6 separate regions of the Mus musculus genome follow, and regions 2, 3, 4, 5 and 6 are each linked to region 1. The links are chromatin contacts, called in public promoter capture Hi-C maps. All regions are on one chromosome and are shown on one strand. Each heading gives the region's core, a stretch centred on a gene start, on an enhancer-like site or on the middle of the called end of the contact. The rest is flanking DNA. Distances are from core to core; before and after follow the strand shown.

Region 1 (2,700 bases), core at 144-2,643:
ATTTGCTTCTATGCTCAGATGCTGTCCCTTGCTTATCCCTCCCAGTACCATCTGCCCAGGGGTAATACCACCCACAGTGGGCTGGGCCATCCCACGTCAGTCAACAAACAAAACATGTCATGGACATGCCTACAGGGATCAGTGGGATGGAGGCACCTCTCAGTTGAGGTTCCCTCCTCCCAAGTGACTCTGGTTTTGTATTAAAGTCACAAACAACTGACCAATCAGCACAATGGCTCATATTTCATGGAGGGGAAAGCAACATTTAGGTCATAACTCTCAAATCTCCCATTATCAAATTATACATTTACCTTCATCTAGACCCATTGTTTATAGAGTTCCTCCAGTTGAAGTGAGGGTATCCCTCATTTGTATACTAGACCAAACATCTTATGTTCTGGATTTTATATATATATATATATATATATGTATATATATATATATACATATATATATATATATATAATGTATGTGTATATACACACACACACACACACATATACATATACACACACACATATATACATATTTTTTTCTTGTTTTCACCACTTCATCTACTGGGCTCCAGCCACACCATTTTGCCATTCTCCCTTTTCTTCTCTGTTCTTCTTTGCATTTCTTTCTTGTCCCCTCCCACTAATACCTGGAACTCATGATCCTCCTGTCTCAGTCTCTCAAGTGCTGGATTACAGTGGCTTTGCCTTGGCTGTCCTGGAACTCGCTCTATATACCAGTCTGGCTTCTAACCCACAGAGATCCAGCCTGTCTCTGCACACCTCCAGTCGCAGCACTTGGGAGGCAGAGGCAGGTGAACTTTTAAGTTTGAGGCCAGCCTGATCTGCAATGTGAGTTACAGGACAGCTAGTCCTACACAGGGAATCCTTGTCTTGAAAACAACTTTTTAAAAGTCCCCCCCCCCCCCTTTTTAGTAGAATCGTCTCAACGCCATATATTTTGACCAATCCTTTTTCCAGCGACTAGTAATGCCATTCCCATTTTAAACCAAATTCCCTTCAGTTTGTTTTCAGGTCGGCCTAACAATCTTTATTTTCCTCCAACCGGGGATGCTTTTCTCCGAGCTTCTTTCTGGGCTGCCTTTCCCTTGCTCTTCGGTTCGCTGCTCCGCAGACATCTCTCTCATATCTCCATTGTCTCTAGGCCCTTTGCGCTCCTCGACTCTGAAGGGCCTGTAGAACCCAGGGCCGCTAGAATCTCGCCGTTGCTAGGCTGTTGCTAGGGCGGTTGCGGTGGAGACTTCTGAGAGGACCAACATTCGGCGTCCTAGTGACGGATAAAGTTGGCGCCAGCGTCGCCAGGGGGGTGCGTCACTAACACGGGCGATTGGGGGCGGGGCCAGGCGGAGTCACGTGGTTTGGTTGCCTACGCGCTGCTGGGCCGTGGGAAGATGGCGGACGGAAAGGGAGACGCCACGGCCGCCGCCGGGGCCGGGGCTGGGGCTGAGGCTCCGGCGGTGGCGGGAGCCGAAGTCGAGACTGAGTCCATGGCTCGGGGTCATCGCCCTGCATCTCCGGCGTCGGGAGCGCCGGGCCTACGACCGTGTCTCTGGCAGCTGGAGACCGAGCTGAGGGAGCAGGAGGTGTCCGAGGTCTCATCTTTGAGCTACTGCCGGAGCTTCTGCCAGGTGAGGGGTGGACTAGATGGCCGAGGGTGGAGGGGCGGGGAGGCCGGGAGAAGAGACTCGGGATCCGCCTCAACAGCCGGGGGCTTCGCGGGGAAAAACGCCACCCCCGTATCTCGCCGCGCCCCCGGGCCGGGCAGGCCCAGCTCTGCCGTAACCCGACTTCAGTCACTGCCCGGGCGGATTGCGCTGGGCGGTCCTGAGCCCAGAGAGCTCCCTGCAAGGGCTGTGCCCTGTCGCTGTTGCCTGGGTCCTGGCCGGGTGGTTGGAGCGCCACTGCCCCCCTGAGGGATCGATTGCCAGTTCCTGCAGGGAGATGCTTTTTTTTTTGAGTGGTGTGCTGATCTCCAAACTGAAAAACCTTGTTTTTCTGAACAATCAGGAGAGGTGGGCTCTGACCAGAGACTTATCTTTAAAGTCACATCTTTTGGCTTCCCTAAGATACGACGGTTGGTCTTGGATGGCGTCTGGAGCTTTCTGATTAGGGAATACTGAGCCGGTTGATTGGTTTTTGTGGGGTGTTTGTTTGTTTGTTTGTTTTTGCCACTGTGGGCGGGTGTGAAAAGATATGTTTATGCCATTCTTTGACCTGTTTTGTATTCATCTGCTGGTTGTACTACTAGGAATGGAGCCTGGTAGCTCTGTAATGGAGATTAGTCTGAGTGGAAGAGGTCGGGAGAGAGATATAGAGAATGGCCTCTTTGGCAGTCGGGTGATTGATCGTTTCTGTGCGGGTCCCAATCTGTGGGGCTACATGCTGACAGATGTGATTTTAAGTTTGGTCTCCGTGACCACGTTGCAGTTTTTTTTCTATGTTTTCGAGTGTCTTCCAAGTGTAAATGCTTGCCGTCATTGTTTCTGCATCTGGTACTTAGACTATCAGGTTTCTGCCATCCCTTTGCTCCTCATTTGGAGTACCTTAGAGAATAGAAAATAATCGAGGTATGTTGGTACGTGGACTCTTAATGAGCAATTGAGTGCTGAAAAGATTGTGGAGTTAGAAAGTTGTAGTTGGAGTAGTGAGCAATCTGCTTTGTTGGTCCTGGGCAGAATTAGTTGTC
Region 2 (2,700 bases), core at 141-2,640, 2.0 Mb before region 1:
TCCTCTTCTCTATGTGGAAACAGGCCTAGGCAGGGGAACCGAAGGCTCAGAACTGCATGGTGACAGGGCACTTGGGTAGCATGCACCAGGATCTGGATCCAATCCCTAGCAGTGGATGAAGAAAAAGGAAGAAGGAAGAAGAGGAGGGGGAGGAAGAATGGAAAGAAGAAAGGGAAGGAAAGGAAAAGCTCTAAGGTGAGTTGGTGGCGGTTGTGGGCTGGGTGGCAAGGCCTGGAGACTTAGAGCCTGACACCACTAAGCACTCACCATGAACTACTGCTAAGGCCTTGACATTCTTCCGTTTGATGTCTACACCCGCTATGAAGCTAGCTTCATCATGTATACCCATTTTATAGACCAGAAAACTGAAGCTTATGGAGTCACCGAGCTGATAGGTAGCAAGGATTGTACAAGTTCAGTTTGTTCCACAGGTTAGAAGTTAGATTATTTAACAAAAAAGAAACTGCATTGGCGGCTTGGTGGTTTGGTGGAAGGGGTGCTGAAGATTGGAGTCTAGGCTTTTGCAAGTTGGCTATTATTTCCCTCAGTACCTAAACACAAATCCCAGTATGCTCAAAGCGAAAAGGACACAGCCCCCAGTCCTTTTGTGTACTATGTGAAAACTGTTCCCAAAGAAGAGTGAAATTGGAAAAGTACAGAAGTCTTCATAGTAGACAAACTATGGGCAATGGAATGCGGTATCTACATCTATGAAGGTTTCCTAGGTCTGCAGGAAAACTTCTCAGGGGCGTCCCTGGGGGTAGCCAAACGACAGAATATCCTCCAGCTGAACTGTCCTCCCATCCCAGCTCCCTGAACCATAGTTGGTTCAGGGTGTTATGGTTCAGGGTACTCAGGAATCTGCCGCATTGGTGCTATGGACGCACTGGAGTCGCTGCACACGCCCCCGCATCTTGGCTGACACCTGAGGGCTGCGCACAAACTTGAGTGTGCTGGACTTTCTCACCCCCGGACGGCCCTCGCTCCACCCTGTCTTACCTAAGATCGTTCTCTTGACCCACATCGATGGGTCCATCAGACTCGCCGTCGGAGCCACTGGGCGCCCTGGGCCGCTTCATGCCGAAAGCTGGCTGCGGGGTCCCAGCCCTGCGATCCCTGGAGTTGGTTGTTGGGCCCCGCCTCAGCCCCGCCCCGGCCCGGGAGCCGACGCCGCCCTTTCCCAGGGCCCTTTCCTGCACCGCAGCCCGGGGCGCCCCGGCGCCCCCTCGCCCCCGCGGTGACGCGCCACCGAACCGTGGGAAGGCCCCGGGCGGTCACCGCCCCCATCGGCCGCTGGGAGGTCCGGCTCCGCTCCACCGGCGCTGCCTGGGCTGGCGCTCTGGGTGGCCTTGGGCAGGTGCCCTGGGAGGCCCCACGGGGAAGCCCAGAGAATCCGGATCTGTCCCTAGTTCTGTGCGACAGACTTCGCTTTGCAGTGCCTCAGCTTTTTATAAGGGTCAGACCTGTACCTTCCTGCTCCAGGGCATGCAGGGAGGGCAGATAGGTTTGGAAAGGTTACTGGGGGTGCCTGTGACCCCTTGGAAGTAATTCTTCAGTCACTCCTTCTATAGGGGACCAAAGTTTGTGGTGTGTGTGTGTGTGTGTGTGTGTATTGGGGAAGCTACGTGCACTGTGGGATGCTCAGAACTTCGAAGTCCTTTGGTGAACCCCCAAAGGGGTGGCTGCTGCTTGCCAGCTGAGAAGGCTGGAGGAGGGGAGACAGGGTCATAGAACCCAAAGTGGCATTGAACTTGATGTGTAGCAGAAGATGACCTTGAACTACTGATCCCTGACCCTCCTGCCTCTGCATCCCAAGTGCTGACTTTACAGTGGCCAAGATCTTTGAGCTTCTGACTTGTGGGAGGGAGCACAGGAATGGAGAAGGTAGGTAGGGTGTGGTGGTTGGTGGGGTATCCCTGGGAGTCACCCCAGTTCATTTAATGACAGCTGTCCTGGCAGGCACCAGGGAGAGGAAGAGAGGAAAGGAGCCTTCGGCTTCTCTTTCTGGGGGAGCCTGTCTGACCACAGACAACTATTTAGTCAGTGAGAGTTCCTGTCCTTGTGCCTAGAGATTCAGCTGCCATCCTCCCAGGTCATCGTACGCAGAGAAGTGCAGAGGGAAGCTGAGGGAGGAGAGCAAACTTCTTGCAGGGGCGGCAGGGAGATGGTGGAGGTGGGTGTGGTGGGCAGGGCACCAGAGGAGTCCTCTCCCTTTGTTCTGCTCACTGGGACAGGCACAAAAGAAAGCCAGCTTTTGGTGTAGGGAAGTGGGGTTGGTCACCTGAAGCTGACTACACACACTTTCACCATAGTCAGCTCTGCTTGCAGATACTTCCTGATGGGAAAGAACAGGCCTCTTGCCACTCAGACCCACACGTAACCACTTGGCCAAGCACAGAAACTTATCATGCTCATAGATGACCAGATAGGACTGGCATGAACGGTCGCCATCAGGAAACTCTGCTGGCCACCGCAGCCGCAAGCACCAATTCTCCTGTTCCAAATGCCCTCAGCACTCACATAATTTCTGTGGGCACCTGCCAAAACAGTGAGAACCTCAACCAGTGTGAAGAGTGCCCAATGTGTGCACTAGGCATTTCCTAGAAAGGCAGATACTTGTTTGCTCTATGTGATTGGCTGAGAGAGAAAGGGCTGGCAGATTTGCAGGGGAAGGTAAGGGCTCTGAGGTAGGCATGTTCT
Region 3 (2,718 bases), core at 172-2,671, 2.1 Mb after region 1:
TAGCCATGAGCCAGGTGATCAACGAGCATTGATTTTTTTTTACCCTCTTCTCTACTCAGAATATTCATCTTATCAGCTCAAAAAATAAATATCAAGCGGAGTGTGGTGGTACCCGGGCTTACAGCCTTCGCGAAGCAGAGACAGGCGGATCTCTGTGAGTCTGAGGCCAGCCTGGTCTACATATGAACTCTAGGGCAGACAGGGCTAGGGGATGATGTCTCCGAAACAAAAGCAAAATCCAAGGAATTTGAAAGACGGAGATTAACCTAGGTCTGAGAGAAAAGTTTTACGCGGAAAAACCAAAGTTCGGAGTTTAAGTGGCATCTGAGAGACTCCCGGGCCTCAGTTGGTTTTTGTTTTGTTTTGTTTTTTTGTCTTTATACTTAGTTACATTCTATCTCTATCACTGTGGCCCTGCAGAGACTGTCAGTACGACCATCCGGAGTCAACTGGAGCTTCCTTTCCTGAGTTCCACCAAAACACCCCCACTGCCCAGTAAAGGCAGCCAGGGATTTAACACATGCTCGCACTGTTCTTAACTTTAAACAGGTAAAGGGGGGGGGGCGTGAAAGTGCGCATCCTTGAGCCTTCCTACATACTAAGACGGGAAAATCCAATTTTATTTTAATTTAAAAGGGACTAGAACTAACTCTACACAAAGCAAAGGCGGGACAAGAAAGAAACAATGTCGCACATCCAGGAGGGGTTCCGTAAATCCGGCCCATACAGGGCAAGCCTGATCACAGGTGAAGAGAGATCTTATCCAGTCAGTAGCTTGCCCCGGGGAAAGGCCCCACATCCCTGGAGGACTGCGCATCGTGAGGTCCTCAGAGCTCGTCAGCCCCCGACCCTGGCCTGGAGGAAGTGCCTTCTCCTCCTGGCCACCCCCATGGCCCGGGTTCCGGGCGCGGCGCGGGCTCCGGGCGGGTCCCGCCTCCTCCGCTCCTAGCCGGGGCCCGGCCGGGGGCTCGGCTCTTTTAGCCAATGGGCGCCGCGCTCCGGCCCCCTCCCCCGCGCGGGAGGAGCCGCCGAGGTCGTGCGCGACGTGCGGCGCCTGGGCCCCTGATCCGCGGCCCCCGCCCCGACCGCGTGAAGCGCGCGGCGGCTGCGTGAGGAAGCGGGGACTCGGACAGGCGCCCCGGCCCGCGCTCGGCAGCACATCCCTACCCGGGACTCCCAGCCCCGTTACTCACCTTGCTGCTGGGATCCATGGCCGCGCTGCGCTCGAAGCTCTAGCTGTGCCGGCTGCGAGACGGAGAACGGACGCGCTGTAACTATGCGTCTCCCGCCAGACCTCCACGCCCTGACGCACTTAAGACCCCGTAGCTCAGATCGTCACTCTACAAGCAAGCCTCTGCTCTTGGGGGAGAGCGCGCGGAGCTGCCTTTTTATAGGACCGCCGCCATTGGTTCTGGGGTGTAGGTGGGCCCGAAGGGGGCGGGGCCTGGGGAGCACGTCCGGGGCGGGACTCTGAGAGGCGTGGTTCTGTGGGGAGGTGGGGAGGGACGGAGGGCTACTGACCACAGTCTGGCTCTGGATGCTAGAACCTGCAGTCCCAGGGTGTGCGGGGCACCCGTTGGGGGCGCTCGCTGTGTGGCTCTGAGCTGGTTTGCACACCTCTCTGAGTCTCAATGGCCACTAGCAAAATGGTAGCGCTTGGTGCGGGGCTGTAAGCCAGCGCTAGGACTCTGGCTTCCTCACTAGGCTGCCGGATAACTTTGGTAGACTAGTCATAATAATAGTACAACCTCCTGGGTTATTAGGAAGATTAAACGAGTTAGTATTTGGATGGTGTTTACAACCGCGTGTGTTATGTGTAAAGTGGCATTAAGTTCATTAGAGAGACCACGGGAGGTCTGGCTCCGAAGCTGAATTCTCTCTCCTTGCTCCGTGTTCCTGTGCCCAAGGCCAAGCTCCTCTTTTGCTCCTAGACACCATGCCCACCACTTCTCTAAGCTGTAAAACCACCACCTCCCTCCATTTCTGACTTTATGGTGACACCTAAGTGTGAAGACCAGAGAGGCTGGGTGTCTAAATGGTTAAGGACATAGAACACCTTGGCATTGAACCAGCTCACCTATAAACCGCCTCTAGCTGGTCCTGGGCAAGCTCCCAGCCAATGAGCAGCGGGTTTCTCCTGGATAAAATGAGATTTGTTATCAAACCCTGGGCTATGAGAATTACAGGTGAGCTCCTGGAGTGGTGAGTAGGACAGTCAATAGCCTCTGTGGTCCCTCCAGTCCATGTCCCATCTAGGTTCACCTGAAGGGGGGATCTGGGAGAAATGACTTTCTGTTAGAGACAGGAAGCTGAGCTGTGTGCCAGGTGCTGGCCTAGGAGGGCACCCTAATTGAGCATGGACCCCTGAAAAGTAAAGCATGTGGAACTGGTGAGTCTGGGGTTCCCCTTCTCCTCTCTCCTGATCACCACTTTGCCCCCCCCCCCCCGAGTTTCTTCTGCTGACTGCAAGACCTGCCTCCTCTGCTCTTGCTTTCTCCAACCCTGGACCTGTTTCTTTCCTTCAATACATATGATGCAGGGCTGGAACAAGGCCCAAGCCTGGTCTCCCAGGCCCTTTCTTAGGGTACCAGTTCACAAATTCAGTCGCCCCCATTATAGAACTGCATGCCTATATCTCAGCCAACAAGTCACCAATCAGCCATCTTTTTTCTCCTCTATGACGGACGGTCCCGTGCTAGTCAGTGTCCCTAGGACAGA
Region 4 (2,700 bases), core at 101-2,600, 2.6 Mb after region 1:
GGTGGGCCTCTTCGTAGGGACTTGGAGCTGATGGAGTCGGGGTAATACCGCAAGCACTGCTGCCTGGGCCTGCCGGTAGCTGACATTACAGGACAGGGTGTAATGAGGGGAGGGGAAGGGCGCTCATGTCTTCTTACTGCCTCTCAGAAGTTACCTAACCTCAGAGCTATCACATCCCACCAGCACTGGCAAGATAAGACAGACACACCAACTAAAACTCCACTGATTGCACATATAACTGAAATCTCACTTTATGTTTATTTACGAGGGGAAAATACTTCCAAGAGCAAGTCAGTTTAAAACAACGAGCTTATTAAATACTGCGCAGACTATGAACTGTTTCCCAATCATTACAGAAAGAGCACTCATAACATTCCCTAGGCAAAGTGTGTTCTAATGATTGGAGGCACCCACACAAGCTTCAAATGAATTATTCTGAAACATCCCTCGAGCAGGGTTCTGGTTAAACGGCGACCAAGAACCTATTCTTTCCACCAGAGGAACCCGCTAGATCCACTCGCACGCTCGTGCTAACCCCGCCCAGTGCCTCTGAGGTTGCAGACACACTAAGACCCCCTTCCTGTAACTCCATCGCAGGACCCATAACAAACATACAAACTCATTTCCCTCTGGAAGTCGTCTTCTGGATTAACGCCTTTCTTCTGGTCCTGGTTCTGAGGTGTTGGCTGAGTCTCACTGACTTCTGGCACTGGACCCAGGGTCACATCGAGCCTTTCAACCCACTCCAGATCCCGTCTGAATTCAGCCAAGCACTGTTTCAGGCCACTCTAGGTTAAGTCAGACAAGGCGCTCATGAGAACCGCGAGTTTGACTCTCAGAAACCCAAAGTCCTATGCTCAAATATCCGCACAGGATGACGACCGCAGCGCAGGGTGCATCTTTCCCACCAGAATCGGTCTCCCAAGAGGCACAGCGCTTGTGCGCATCCTGTTCCAAGGACCCCGACCCTCGCACGAGCTCACCACGTCATTCACTGCCTTCTTCGGCTTCTCTAGCACGACATTGAGACCTGGCTTCAGGAGTCCGCGGGAAAACGCATCCTGCAACTACAGACCGGGGAGCCTCAGTACCAAAGAGCTAAATAAAGTCCCCGTCCCAGCCCCTGCCCCGCTAGCTCCGCTGCGGCCTACCTCTTGATCTGAGGCCAGGCACGCATCCGACTCCGAGTCCGACTCTGAAAGCGGAGGGGTGTCCATCTCGCGGCCTTCCGCCCCGCGAGGTTCGGCTGCCACTCCACGTGCCCACAAGCAGCACCACCGCCAACAAATTCTCCACAAGCCTCTGCCTTTTCAACAGGGACTTCCGCTTCCGGGTTCATAGCCGCACTTCCGGTTTTCTCGTTGCTATAGGAACTGCTCTAGCGTTTGGGCGTGCCCGGATTGCTTCGGATCTTTAGGAAGAGCACCTACTGATCCCTACGTAGTCTAGTAACCCAGAGCCGTGAAGCAAGAGGTAAATAGTTTCTTTGGGGTCCTCCTAAGGATCTGAGGGCGGTGGGAGTGCAGGAGAGGAAGGAAAGGCTCGGAAAGAGCCCCGGGGGTGGGGTGGAAAGGAAGAGGAGCCTAGGGGCGGGGCGATGGAGGGGCGAGGCGGGGTCAGGGAGGGGCGGGCCGGGGCCATGGGCGGGGCGGGGCGGGGCAGGAAAGGGAGATGCGCTGCTCGGCTTCACTCCCACCTACTTGCCTCTTTCTTCATCTTTTGCAATACTTTTTGACAGGTACCATGTCCACCGTGGTAGCTCAGGCGCTTCATGTTTTTGGTCTTCGGCCTCACGTGACCAACAATGTCTTCTTCTTCGATGAACAGATCATTATATTTCCTTCAGGAAATCACTGTGTGAAGTACAATATAGATCAGAAATGGCAAAAATTCATTGCAGGTAAAAAAGAAAAAAAGAAACCACCTTTTCCATTCTGACACATACATTAAAGGCATGTGCTACACAAAACCGCACAATCTCAACGATTGGGAAGATTTTTTTTTGATAACTGGGTTATCCACATATTTTTATAAATGTAAACAAAATAAATGGCCATTTACACTACTTAATCATAGATTAACGTGACACAAGTAGCCAAAATGACAGGTAAAATAACACACGTTTTAAAAGTACTTTTCCACAATGACTCCAGAGAAGAGTTACTTTAAACAGTGTTTTTCTTGTATTCTCCTGCAGTTGTGTTTGTCCTCACCAGAACCTTCTTTTGAGTCTAACGGTTTTGAGAGTACATGACCTTCATTGAACCCATGTCTGATGGAGACGCTGAAATTTTTATCTTAAGTGACAAATAACCTTTTAACATTTTTTTTTTTTTTGGTTTTTCGAGACAGAGTTTCTCTGTGTAGCCCTGACTGTCCTGGAACTCACTCTGTAGACCAGGCTGGCCTCGAACTCAGAAATCTGCCTGCCTCTGCCTCCCAAGTGCTGGGATTAAAGGTGTATGCCACCACTGCCCGGATTATTTACTTATTTTAAAGAGTTATGTATACAGTTTTCTGCCTGAATGTATACCTGCAGGCCAGAAGAGGGTACCAGATCTCATTACAGATGGTTGTGAGCCACCATGTGGTTGCTGGGAATTGAACTCAGGACCTCTGGAAGAACAGCCAGTGCTCTTAACCTCTGAGCCATCTCTCCAGCCCCTGGAATATCCCTAGTTTTATGTTAATAGTTTTACC
Region 5 (2,700 bases), core at 19-2,518, 2.0 Mb after region 1:
TCCTGAGTCTGACTTTTGATGTTTTATTTTTATCAATTTATAAACTAATAGTGTGTAATAGATACTTACACGTCACACACATCCTCAGCTCCAAACATAATTGCTTGAGTAGCCAATCCTATTGGCTAACTAACTCATGCTAGTCTTACCTATTGAGAGAATTTACCAATAGAGAATAGAGCTATTTGTAGAAGCAGGAAATGTTTGTCTGTGTGTCTGCCTATTTGTCTGACTGTCTGTCTATCCACTCAGTCCTTATATCCTTACAATAGTTGTGCTAGGAATTTTATAGAGGAGAGAGGTGGGATTATAAAACTTGACCCTCTCTTTTTTCTTTCCTGATTTTGTGTGTGTGTGTGTGTGTGTGTGTGTGTGAGTGTGTGTTCTTGTGTGCAGGTTCTCAAATTGTCCAGAATTGGGCATTGGATCCCTTGGATCTGGAGTTACAGGTGGTTATAAACTACCTGATGTGGGCGCTGGGAATCCAGGTCCCCTGAAAGAGCTGTAAGTGTTCTTAATCACCGGGTCATCACTAGCTCTAAAGCTTTACCAGCTACAAAGACAACCATTGAAAGACCACACAAACAGGAAAAGCTCGTAGTTAGCTTACACATCAACTTTCTTTATCCTCTTTATCTTTCAAGTTCTTAATCTTTATTGTTCTTCAAAATAAAATCTGGGAAAAACAACAACCAGCCAACCAAACAAAAACCATCTCTGGATAACTTACTGGTCTATTATATCCAGATTGATGCGAGACTTTTGGGTTAACAGGATCACATAGGACACAGAAAAAAAAAACCAAAACCTACGTTGGGCCACTGGCCGACCTGGCTGGAGGTCATTCCTTGGGAGAGGACACTTAGCTTCTCGGACAAAGAGATCGAACTACTTTATTTTTAAATTCCTTTCCTGGTACATGTCCTTTTAATTTTAAACTATAAACTTTAAATGAACTGCGAGGTTTCTATCGAGGGCCACCGCTTCAAAAGACAAAAAGAAAAGAAACCTGATGACCTTAGAAGTGATGACAGCTTCACCGCTGAGTTCTGAACTGGGCAAATGTTTTCAGCGAAGCAAACCTCCGAACTACAACTCCCAGCATGCCGCGCACTAAACCAATGTTTATTGGCCGTCCTACTAGGTCTTGTGCAGTGTGACAGTTAGTATAGCCAATAGAGAGGAAGAACGTTCCCAGGATCCAATCCGAACGCTGTGAAGGCGGATCCTCTCTGGGTTCCGGCTCCGGCTCCTTCCCCCGCCCACCGAGGCGCCGCTGTCCCTGACCGAGCCGCGGGAGTGAAGTGGGTCGCGGCTGTGTAGAGGTGACGTGGGGGTTATGGGGGAGGCGAACGCGAGGCACGGGGCGCTTCGAGCCTGGCCCCTTCGCTCTTGCGAAGGCCTTGAAGGCTGATGTTTGGGAAGTTGCTGTTTTGCGAGTCCCAAAGGCCGCCGGGTACCGTGTGTCCCTCCGCTGCGATCACGTCCCCAGTCCTCGGATGACCCAGTCTTACTACCCTCCCTGCCTTACTGTTGGCCTTGGACCACTCCATGCCCCTCCCACACACCGTGTCTTTAGAGTCGCCCCTTGTACTCTTCCAGCTCCAGTCCCAACCTCATGGACATCTCTGAACCCAACTCTCGTCCTTCAGCTTTCCCAGCTGACTCCTCCAGCTTTATCCTCCTTCCCCACTTAACTAGGCTCTTTGGACACTGCTGCAGCCTTTGTCCCCTCTCCCAGGCCACCTCAGATTCTTTGGCTCCTTTGATGATCCGTCTCTGAATCGCTATGTAGCTCCGGTGAGTGCTTCCTTAATTTTTCACACTCTGTCCCCGGTCCTTCCAAGTTACTCCCGGTACCCTTGACTCGAACCCGGATCTAGAACTTTAATCTTTCGGACCCCAGCTTGGTCTCTTCCTTCTAATCCAGGCTCTTGTCCTTCATCGTCTGTGATCACCAAGCCTCATCTTCTTGCCTTGTTCTTAGAACTCATCCCTCCTCCGCACTCTTGCTGGCGACTCTGTGCTGCTGAGCTCCGAGGAAGAAAACCCCACATGCACTAGGTCTCTTCTCCCTCCGATCTTTGTAATGCAAGGTGACTTTGTGTTATTTCCACACTGCCTTTTCAGTCAGGGATGGACTCTCCGTCTCTGCCAGCCTTGGTCCTGCTCATCTGTCTATTTTGCAAGTCATAGTTTAAATTTCACCTCTTCAGTGAAGCTCCCTCCCTGCCCTCTTCAGAGAGGTGCCTTCTCATTTCCTAAGTGCCGTAGCACCGTCTCTACCTCCAGTCCTGGTGGAATGGTTAAAAACCTCAGCTTTGGAGGAATCAACTTGGGCTTCAGTTTTGCCACCTACTGTGTGCTCTTAGGCACGTGACTTGATTTCTCAGAGTTTCAGTTTCATCATTTCTAAAGTAAGTATGAGAAATTAATAGTTGAGCTAGATGTAGCGGCTCATGCCTTCAACCCCAGCACTCGGGAGGCAGAGGTGCTGTAAAAATGAATTGAGATGGTGCATTGGACCGCTTAGCCCTAGGTCGAGTGCTCTGTAGGACCTTTAAAAAATATGAGCTGTTATGGGCTACTGTGTAATATGCCATATGCAGTGCTGGCCAGAAAGAATGGGTGTATGTACTGCCTGTTCCCTGGAACTTAACCTTGCATATTATGTTCAACTTGGTCGGTAGTGTCTTTACC
Region 6 (2,700 bases), core at 5-2,504, 2.1 Mb before region 1:
TACACTTTCAGGTGTCATTTCAATGCACTGAGTGCCAGACCCACTTCTACCTGAGTGGGGCTAGACACACTAGAATACCCAAGTCCCTTTATTCGGATCCCGAATTACACAAATCTCCTTGGGTTCCAACCCCTGCTCTACCCCACCCCCACCCAGTAGCCCAAGGTCATCAGGTTAGCAAGTGGTGGGAGACTGAAGCCAGGGTCATGACCACATGCCTGGCTCATTTTGCTTCCACCCAAGGCTTCTCAGGCAACATGCTGTTATGTTCCCCGGTCCTGGCAGTTTGGCCTCCGCCTTCAGGATTCCCAAGGTCCCCAGGAATCTCCCGAATGTGTGCACACCGCTACTACTCACCGTCAGCTGGCTGCTGGAAGTTGACGTAGGCATAACCCAGAGAGCGCCGGGTGATCATATCGCGACAGACCCGGATGGACAGCACAGGCCCCGCAGGGCTAAACTTTTCATACAGCATGGCTTCGGTGACGTCCGAGTGCAAATCGCCCACGTATAAGGAGGCCATGGGGTAGCTGCTGGCTGCAGCGTTCATCTCCCCACCCCCCACGACCCCGAGCCCCGCCAGGAGGACTTCTAACAAGGCCTACTGCAGGACAAAAGGGGCTCCGAGGAGCTATGGCACGCGCCGCAGCGCACAGGTGGCACCAGCGACGCCGGAGAAGGCTGGAGCAGGGAGGCTCCGAGCCGGGACCCGTGTGCGGGACGACTTGCACGGGACTGCAAAAGCCCCAAGACAAAAGGCTCTCAAAAACAATATGGCCCGCTCCTGGAGTTTGTACTCTCCAGCTGTCCTGGCTTGAGGCTTAAAAAATAAAAATTAAAGTAGGAAATCCCCTCGTAAAGGGGGCAAAAAATTTTCAAGAGGCAATCAGATGCTGCGCTCACGGCCGCCTTGGGAACACGCGTTTCGTGATAAATATAGGCCCCGGACTCCCGGCGGTTTACAGTTACAGCAGCCCAGGAAGGGGGAAACCAAATCTTTGCGGGTGCCGGCGAAGGGCAGTGCGGACACGTGGTGCGGCCAGCCGGGGCGCGGGGCTGCCACGCGGCGCAGAGGCGTGCAGGGGCGGGCCGGGCCGAGGGGGATGGCTCACCACCGGACGGACAGACAGACGCTGACGGACAGGCAGGCCGGAAGCTGTGAAAGTCACTTCCCCACGGGCTCCCAGCACAAGTCGCTGTCTGGTTCTTTTTCTTCTTTTTTTCCCTTTTGCTTTTTTTTTTCCTCTTCTTTTCTTTTCTTTTTTTTTTTTTTAAGGTTTTTGAGGCTTTTGTGTTTTTTTTAAGCTTTTTCTTTTTTCTGCTTCAGGCGTGCTGAGCCCAAACGCAACACTGATGGCTGCGACCCGGGGCGGAGAGAGGCGGCTGGAGCCGCCACCGCTCCATTTATACCCTCCCGCCCCGGGCGCTGCTGGTCGAAGGGCGCCTCGAGACCTGGGCGCAGTCGTGCCCGCCCACTCTGCCCCGGGGGCCCAAGGCGGGGCAGTCACACCAGAGTGACCTGGAGCCGCCCGCAAGGTGTCACAGCGTCCCCTTGCGTTTGGAGGACCAGCAGCACGCACCTGTATGATTCTCTTTCTGCAGTGTATGGATTGAGTCATGTCCTCCCCAAGACCCACACGCAGGTATAATGTTTAAAACATCCATGAAATGCCCAAATCTACACAAAGGGATGCTAAAGTACAGCTACTAGGTGGCCCAATACATGGTTGAGCTGAATACGTAAGACATACGAAAGTTTTAAGAACATATAACCTTGAGGTTGGATTTTGGAGGTCATTAGAAATGGTGGTGGTATCTTAGGTGATGAGACTGTTTTTGAAAAGATGAACAAATCTTGCCAAAGCTTTTATAAAACAAAACGTGACTGTCCGCTCCTGTTTTGTTCTGGTGGCACGCCTACAGCTTAGTTTGTGCAAAAGGAGAAGAGGAGAAGAAAGGTGTATTTGGGCTCATGGTTCTTGTATAAGGGAGCTATCTCTAGTGATGTCCTTACAAGGCATCTCGTGGCGACTCATGGCACAACACAAAGAGAATGCATCTGTGCATGTGAAACAATGTTTTTGTTACTATGTAAACGCTAGTTAAGAGTTTACGCTTAGATGATGAAGGGTAATCATTGACTTTTTACCCAAATGAAGGTTTCACTGACCATTTGAAGATCATGTTATCTCATGAGACTAAATATGTGGAGTTATAGCAGTATTTCCTTACTCCATAAGTGCCAGGGACCATTTTTTTTTCTATCCTTATATTCACTCAAACCAGAAATTAGCAAAAGCTAGACAGATACTCGTCTACTGGTTGAAGCAAACAATTGAGGAAATATAAGTATTTAATCAATCAATTCATTCCAATAAATGGCTAATCAGAGCTCCCCCCCCAGCAGATGCCATGGTTGCCATGGTTACCATGGTATACAAGTAAGAGTCCCTCCTTACCTCTGAGAATAATTTCTGGTGACTATATTAAATAAAGAAGCCTTGCTAGGTGTAGTGACTCACACCTTTAGTCTCAGCACTTGGGAGACCGATCCCCCCTGAGTATTTGTGACCAACCAAATGGATATTGCAAGTTCCAAGCCAGCCAGGGCTACATAGTGAGACCGGTCTTTTAAAAAAAAAAAAAAAAAAGCCGGGCGTGGTGGCGCACGCCTTTAGTCCCAGCACTCGGGAGGTAGAG

The links. Promoter capture Hi-C pulls out the DNA fragments that hold promoters and counts their contacts. Capture Hi-C pulls out chosen DNA fragments and counts their contacts.
Region 2: a contact with region 1 is called in a promoter capture Hi-C map of pre-B cells, with 7 times the contacts expected there. The contact joins the promoter of Heyl here to the promoter of Rlf in region 1. A contact is called at or near these places in 3 of 39 promoter capture datasets (cranial neural crest, hippocampal neurons and pre-B cells) and 2 of 115 datasets of contacts at active chromatin or transcription factors (differentiating embryonic stem cells and large pre-B cells).
Region 3: a contact with region 1 is called in a promoter capture Hi-C map of liver, with 2.9 times the contacts expected there. The contact joins the promoter of Slc2a1 here to the promoter of Rlf in region 1. A contact is called at or near these places in 1 of 484 Hi-C or Micro-C datasets (uterus) and 1 of 9 other capture datasets (liver).
Region 4: a promoter capture Hi-C map of liver shows a contact between it and region 1, with 3 times the contacts expected there. The contact joins the promoter of Ebna1bp2 here to the promoter of Rlf in region 1. A contact is called at or near these places in 3 of 39 promoter capture datasets (cranial neural crest, maxillary cranial neural crest and pre-B cells), 1 of 484 Hi-C or Micro-C datasets (uterus), 1 of 115 datasets of contacts at active chromatin or transcription factors (embryonic midbrain) and 1 of 9 other capture datasets (liver).
Region 5: a promoter capture Hi-C map of pre-B cells shows a contact between it and region 1, with 6 times the contacts expected there. The contact joins the promoter of Zfp691 here to the promoter of Rlf in region 1. A contact is called at or near these places in 1 of 39 promoter capture datasets (pre-B cells), 1 of 115 datasets of contacts at active chromatin or transcription factors (thymic regulatory T cells) and 1 of 9 other capture datasets (liver).
Region 6: a promoter capture Hi-C map of pre-B cells shows a contact between it and region 1, with 9 times the contacts expected there. The contact joins the promoter of Pabpc4 here to the promoter of Rlf in region 1. A contact is called at or near these places in 2 of 39 promoter capture datasets (cranial neural crest and pre-B cells).

Annotation. Positions count from the first base shown.
Region 1 is chr4:121,213,777-121,216,476 of GRCm38.p6, reverse strand. Rlf (rearranged L-myc fusion sequence) reads left to right here and starts at 1,393. Exons shown (of 8, transcript NM_001346660.1): 1 at 1,393-1,642. The coding sequence starts at 1,406.
Region 2 is chr4:123,232,246-123,234,945 of GRCm38.p6, reverse strand. It overlaps Heyl (hairy/enhancer-of-split related with YRPW motif-like), which reads right to left and starts at 1,390. Exons shown (of 5, transcript NM_013905.3): 1 at 1,000-1,390. The coding sequence starts at 1,079.
Region 3 is chr4:119,107,448-119,110,165 of GRCm38.p6, reverse strand. It overlaps Slc2a1 (solute carrier family 2 (facilitated glucose transporter), member 1), which reads right to left and starts at 1,421. Exons shown (of 10, transcript NM_011400.3): 1 at 1,194-1,421. The coding sequence starts at 1,211. Gm52706 (a long non-coding RNA gene) reads left to right here and starts at 1,417. Exons shown (of 2, transcript XR_003955269.1): 1 at 1,417-2,389.
Region 4 is chr4:118,619,449-118,622,148 of GRCm38.p6, reverse strand. Ebna1bp2 (EBNA1 binding protein 2) reads right to left here and starts at 1,350. Exons shown (of 9, transcript NM_026932.4): 1 at 1,152-1,350; 2 at 984-1,067; 3 at 616-788; 4 at 1-79. The coding sequence starts at 1,217. It overlaps Cfap57 (cilia and flagella associated protein 57), which reads left to right and starts at 1,364. Exons shown (of 23, transcript NM_026789.5): 1 at 1,364-1,473; 2 at 1,739-1,900. The coding sequence starts at 1,744.
Region 5 is chr4:119,172,763-119,175,462 of GRCm38.p6, reverse strand. Zfp691 (zinc finger protein 691) reads left to right here and starts at 1,268. Exons shown (of 2, transcript NM_001145936.1): 1 at 1,268-1,325. It overlaps Ermap (erythroblast membrane-associated protein), which reads left to right. Exons shown (of 13, transcript NM_013848.3): 13 at 1-6.
Region 6 is chr4:123,281,465-123,284,164 of GRCm38.p6, reverse strand. It overlaps Pabpc4 (poly(A) binding protein, cytoplasmic 4), which reads right to left and starts at 1,254. Exons shown (of 15, transcript NM_130881.3): 1 at 358-1,254. The coding sequence starts at 550.